Regions from separate parts of the Rattus norvegicus genome. Here region 2 is linked to region 1. A link is a contact called in public Hi-C data. All regions are on one chromosome and are shown on one strand. The core of a region is the stretch at or near the end of the contact, and the rest is flanking DNA. Distances in the headings are between cores, read along the strand shown.

Region 1 (2,989 bases), core at 239-2,738:
TGAGTTACAAGGGGGAAATGAGGGGACAAAGCAGGTAGGGTGGCCACAAAGGAAGAACCTGGGGACTGGGGGGAACAAAGAAGAACCAGTATGGCCCTTTTCACACAACAGGCTGTATGCCTAAGACTGCCCGGATGGAAAGGGGCTGTGGTGGGTTCGTCTACTTAACGATTTTGCTTTGGCCCACAGGAGATCCCTACCGACCCAATGCAGAGCTCTCCCTGGAGCAGGAACAGCGACTCAGGAACAACTTGATCTAAAGCCGTTATTGCACGCCCCCAGCTCCGCTCACACACCAGATACCTCAGCTTACTGGAGCCATGCCCTTCACAAAGCCCTGACTCACAGGACAAGGGGCCAGTGACAAGGAGCACCAAGAAGCTGCTCAGGAAGCCTTTCAGTGGCCAGATCATCACCGGGATGGCAGTACTCTCAGGACGGCTCTGGCCCCTCCAGAGCACTTATGGCCTAGATAGCATGGCCTTGAGGCTCTGACCAGCTAAACCTTCTCTTCCTTAAGGAGACTCGACCTTTCTTACAACTTGATGCACAGTTCCCAGCTTCAGGAGCTCCAAGTTCCTCAGGGATGAACTGTGACCAAGGTCCTCCCTCTCTAAGTGGTGCTTCACAAGTGTCTTGGAGGAACACAGGACAGAGGAGCAGAGAACACAAGAAGTGGATGGAGTCAGTCCTCTCTGCTATGTGCTCCATGCAAAATAACCATGTCAAAGTCACACCTGGCAGAGAGGCTGGTGAATGCAGTCCCTCTGCTTATCCTCCCTCAGAGGCTCTGAAGCCTCTCCTTGGCAGTTTTACCACACACACACACACACACACACACACGTACATTTCTAATACCCCTGAACCCTCAAGCCTCCTGATGGATCAACATCCTGATTACTGGGGCTGGGGGTGGTGGTGGCAAGTTACCCAGAATGGCAAGACAGGGCCTTTCCTGAAGAGTAGCAAGAAATCAAGAAGACAGCTGAGGTCACAAGTTCAGCCTTTGAGGACCTCTGCCAAGGGAGACAACAGGAAGCCCATATCTGGCAGGCAGTCCAGTCTCTTAGAATCACCTACATTGCAAGGTTAGCCTAAATTTCAGATTTAACCAAGGCCACTTCACCTTAACAAACTGAGAAGAACTGCGATAGAGAAGTTGGTCAGTACAGCCCCTCTGCAGGAACGCCAAAACAGGTCTGGTAGAGTTAGGAACACAAGACTGAGTCAACAAGAAGCAAGAACGCTTAATTTAGTTCAGGACTGAACCTGGGAAAAGCCACCATCCACAGAGAGGTGGCTGTGCTCTGCTTTTGCTCAACTGGTATAAGATCTGAAGTCTTTCTGGGCATGCCTGGACCTTTTATCCATGGACGTACACACGGATGTCTTCTAGGTCTTATAATCCAATAAAGGCTGCTCATTATGGGCTGCTACAGAGACCAGAGCAGCTGTACTTCCGTAGCTCCCAGTGCATTGCACTCTGCCCTCTTCCCTCCAGAGCTGGATGATACGCAGAACACATTCCTTGGTACAGCCCACCCTAACCTGCTTCCCTGTTACGCTGCCCGAGGTCAACAGTGATCCTCGGGTCTGGAAGGCGAGAAGTGAAAGGGAAGAATGAGAAGGTGCAACCCAAAGACTGTAAACTTTTATAATAGAGGCTACAAAATCAAAATAAATGGTAGGAGACAGAACTGATTTACAGTATTCTCCGCCCCACATTACAAGAGCTACTCTGACAGTCAAGAGACATGTTTTGGGGTGCCTTCCGTGAACTAAAAGTGCCTTTTCCGTCTCCTCCGTCCCGTCATCCCCTTCATCTGGCACAGGAAGCCTATTCTGGTGTAACGGTTTAGGTAAACAAGGGAAGGACTGATTTCCTGTTGGATCCAGCGAACAGTGACATACTCACACATGAAGCTAATGGTCTGCAAAAGAATGTGCAGCTAGCTAGGGTGGGGTGGGGTGGGGTGGTGAGTGATGATAGACCTGGGCAGGGAGGTTACCCTCACCTTCTTGTTGGATCTAGTTTCCAAGAGGCCAGAAAAAGCAGGCCAGGCAGACAGCCACCAGCACTGGTCTCAGCTTTCTGGCCCACATCACACGACTGGTAGGTGCAGCCAATTCTAATTCCTGGAAAAAGCTATACAAGGGCTGCGCTGTTAGACCTCTGAGTTGAAAGGGAAAGACACGGGAAGGTTGGTGGCTGGCATGACTTATATAACGAGATGAGGAATGTTAACAGAATACCAACCGCCAAATTCCAGGCAGAACCAAAACCTCAGAAGACTTTCACCTTGGCACCCTGAGTGCTTCAGAGAAGGGTTAGGAAGCTCTCCTCAGAAGCTAGGCTAATGCTACCAAGACTTTCACGCTGTGAGGAGAGAACTAGAATCCACAGGAACTGTGACTTTCTACTACAGATTTGACGTAACCCTGAGATTTAGATGTTTACCATATACAAGACACTTAGTAGACGGGAGTACCTGACATGCCGTCCCCCATAGCTAACATTTCTCTCACAGCAGCCACCCTGCTCTCCTTATTTTAGAGAGGTCTGTTCTATGGGACAGTAGCAGCCACACGGTGCTCTCCCATTAACTCCTTTTATAAAAGTTCGGTTTAGATATAACCAAGGATTTGATGCTATATGGACAAGCTGGGCCCATGGCTGGGACTTCGTATCACTGACCAGTACACAGTATCCCCAGCTACTGGAATAATTTAAGCAAAAAGCACATTTCCAATTGGAAGTAAAACGGCAATGCTTCATAACTTTCAAATGTTGACTTAAAAAAATTGTTCTCTGAGCCTGACTAGAGTTATCCTGAGTAATAGTAGTAGCTGATTACCAGATAGCTAGGTTGCTAGAACACTACTGTCAGAATAAAAAAGAATTTGTTTTAGAAATGAGACTTTTTTAAAAACTGGGTAATAAACATTAACAGTGCCTTTAGAAGAAGGGCATGAAGCAGTTAACAAGAAG
Region 2 (2,872 bases), core at 11-2,510, 55 kb before region 1:
TCAAAGTCATATAGCTCCGAAATTATACAGCCAGGATGGGGCGTGGAGCCCAGATTCCCTGTGCAGGGTTCCCTCAGGCACCACATGGCTTCCTTCCGAGAAGCATCCATACCCGTGTACCAGACACAGGGATGAGAGCACATTTCCAGGGAAGCCTCAGCTGGGAGACTCTCAGGGTCATTTCCTCAGAGATGGGCTCCTCTGGCAAAGCGACAGTGTTTGACAGTGTATGAAGCAGAGTCAGGCTCACGCTGAGCCCTGGAGGGTGGCGACAGTGGCCTTTCCATCCTGGTGCTCATAACAAATGCCTGCCCTGGACAGCTGCTTCCTGAGGCTCCAGAGTCTTCCTGAGCCTCTAGAGCAGAAGCTGGTCAGGACCCCAAATGACCCCATGTGCTGGATACCTCTGAACTTGAATTTGCCCTTCTAGGCCCATGTCAGCTCCCGTACACAGCAACTTACACGGCCAGTGCTACCTGGGAGGGCCTACGGCATGCAGAAATTAATCCAGTCTTAGACATGGTAGGGCCCCTATCTCTGCCCTTTGAGAACCCTATTCTAATTTAGAGAGCAGAGCCAATATAGTCTTCCAGAAAATGAGGGATTGTGGGCAGGAAGATAAAGATGCCCAGAAAACACTCCTTAAAACATGAGAGAGGACAGAAGGTCTGTCCCCCAAACAAGAAACCCAAGAACAAAATTCTGGGAGTACCATGACTAAATCTGAGGAGTCTAGAGGTAGGCAATGGGTCTTGAGATGACTTAAAAGCTGCCTGCCACGTTTCTGGCATCCCACAGAGTAGTGGGCGGGTCCGAGGTCAGAAAGAGTGCTGGCTCTGGGCCAGCATTTCAGAGAAATGGAGTAGAGATAAGGGGACCAGAGTCCAGAAGCTGAAACAGAGCGTGAAGGGGGGAGCAAAAGGTTAAACAGTGTTTGAGGAGAGAAACTGGGAAGAGAGACACAGAAGACACTAGAGTGTAGCCAGCCCATCACTCTGCATTTCTGCCTTGAGGCGGACTAGAGCTGAGTTTCTGAGCCTTTGTTCCCTAATGGAAAGAGAATCCAATGGTGGCCCACTGGGTGGTCTCTGGGGAAGGAGCCTCCTGGGCTAAGGATAGAATCAAGCCCCATGTGTCTCTTCCAGGACCCTAGACACACCAGGTTCAGGACCAAGCCCACTTCCCTAGGCTGCTGCACCTTCAGGCCCCGGGAAAGCATCTGATCAGAGGCTGGTTCCAGGGTGGCCATAAGAGGGCAGGAGAGTGCTGGTAATGAGCCAGCTGAAGTGTCTGGCCAAGAGCTGGGCTCTAAGAATCTCCAGGAGCCAGGGCTGGACCCAGAAGTGAGAAGGGGAGGGGAAAGAGGAAGAGGAGGGCAATCGCACACAGAAGGACAGATCCCAAGAGAATTGACCTGTCCTCGAAGCTGATCTACCTCTTGGCGGCATGAGACTTGGTTCACAGACTGGTGGGCAGATCTGGGTTCAGTGGTGAACACACAAGAGACGAGGGACAGTGATGTATCCCCAATGGCACCTCCCACGAAAATGGGCTTTCCTGGGCCTCTCTCTGCTGCCACAGCTCTCTGCCTACCTTTTTCCCAACTCACGTGGGAAACCCTTACTGCAACCAAATAGTAGAATGGGTTCCAGGTATAGGCAGCCCCACTAAGAACTCCACAGCCCAGCCCCACTTGTGACTTGAGAAATCAAAGTAAGCCCCAGCCCCAGGATGAAGCAAGTCCAGAGACCAAGAGAGGTGTGCGTACTCACAAGTACATGGGTGCATGCATGCGCATGTGAGGGCATGCACGAGTGGACACACATACGGACACACACGGACACACACACACACTCAAGCACAGACCCAAAGTCCGCCTTCAGACTCTTCTGCATCACAGACCCTAGCAGTTGAGACACATTTGCTGACTATTGTGTTTACGACCTGGTGTAACCTGAGGACCACTAGCACGTGCATGCCACTCAACCCTCTGCCCTTTCCTCATCATCTTCCCTTGCTCCTGATTCTTCACGGATGCAATTGGCCCTGGTTCTCCCTCCCAACAGAGAGCAAGGGATGGGAGAGAGCCGAGAGCCAATCAAAAATGCCCATGCACTCTTTAAATTCATCTTTAGAGAAGCAATGAGTTCCCCAGGGGCTGCCCCTTGACCCTCTGGGTAAGGTTTTGCTCAGTTAAAGGACAGCCCCGCAGTCTGAGAACCAGGAGGTTCTCTTCTAAGACTCAGATTCTGCAAGACAAGAACTCCTCACCTCAAAGCAAACAGTTTACCTGTAGGGCCATCAGCTCCATCTGTAAAACGGCCTCACTGAGCTGTTTTAAGTTCAAGTGAAGCCCAAGAGCTTAGTCCTGGGGCTGCAACAGTAGTCTGCCTTCTAGATAGATTGGGCGACCCCACCCCAGTAAACTAACACGAGAAAACAAGAGCAGCAACTGTCTCCTGCACCAGTTCCCCCTCCCATAATCCCCATCTTGAGGAATACCAGAGGCCACCCAGACTGGAAGCTTCAGCTCCTATTCTGTCTCTGCTGCACCACAAAGACCTGCTTGTTCCCTGGCGGACATGAATCCCAACACTGTCCTGCTGTCTCTGACTGACATGCACGAGGCCCTCCACCCTGTCTCCAATTCCTGCCCTGAAGGCTGTAGCTGTTCACCAGCTTCTGCTGACCATTTAGTGAGCCCCGCTCTTCTGAGGTGTGGCTAGGCAGGTCCTCCAAAATCCTATCTGCCCCAGTGGCCCTGATGTGGGAGGCAGCCCACCACCCTGTGTGTGTGTGTGTGTGTGTGTGTGTGTGTGTGTATGAGTTTGTGTATGTGTGTGAGTGAGTGTGTGTGTGAGTGTGTGTGTGT

What was found. Hi-C and Micro-C count contacts between places; a contact is called where the count stands out from the background.
Region 2: a Hi-C map of liver shows a contact between it and region 1, with 4 times the contacts expected there. The contact joins two enhancer-like sites. A contact is called at or near these places in 10 of 12 Hi-C or Micro-C datasets (the A7r5 cell line, the Rat2 cell line, Schwann cells and 6 more).

Annotation. Positions count from the first base shown.
Region 1 is chr1:251,345,915-251,348,903 of GRCr8, reverse strand. It overlaps Loxl4 (lysyl oxidase-like 4), which reads left to right. Exons shown (of 15, transcript NM_001107592.1): 15 at 190-1,666. The coding sequence ends at 260. Among named protein-coding and RNA genes, the nearest start is that of Loxl4, 18 kb to the left of the region's middle. Within about 2 kb of position 1,488, at least 6 of the 93 cell types and tissues checked have an H3K27ac peak or open chromatin away from gene starts, as enhancers often do. A contact at or near this core is called in liver, where this site is marked.
Region 2 is chr1:251,400,344-251,403,215 of GRCr8, reverse strand. No RefSeq gene overlaps it. Among named protein-coding and RNA genes, the nearest start is that of Loxl4, 36 kb to the right of the region's middle. Within about 2 kb of position 1,260, at least 3 of the 93 cell types and tissues checked have an H3K27ac peak or open chromatin away from gene starts, as enhancers often do. A contact at or near this core is called in liver, where this site is marked.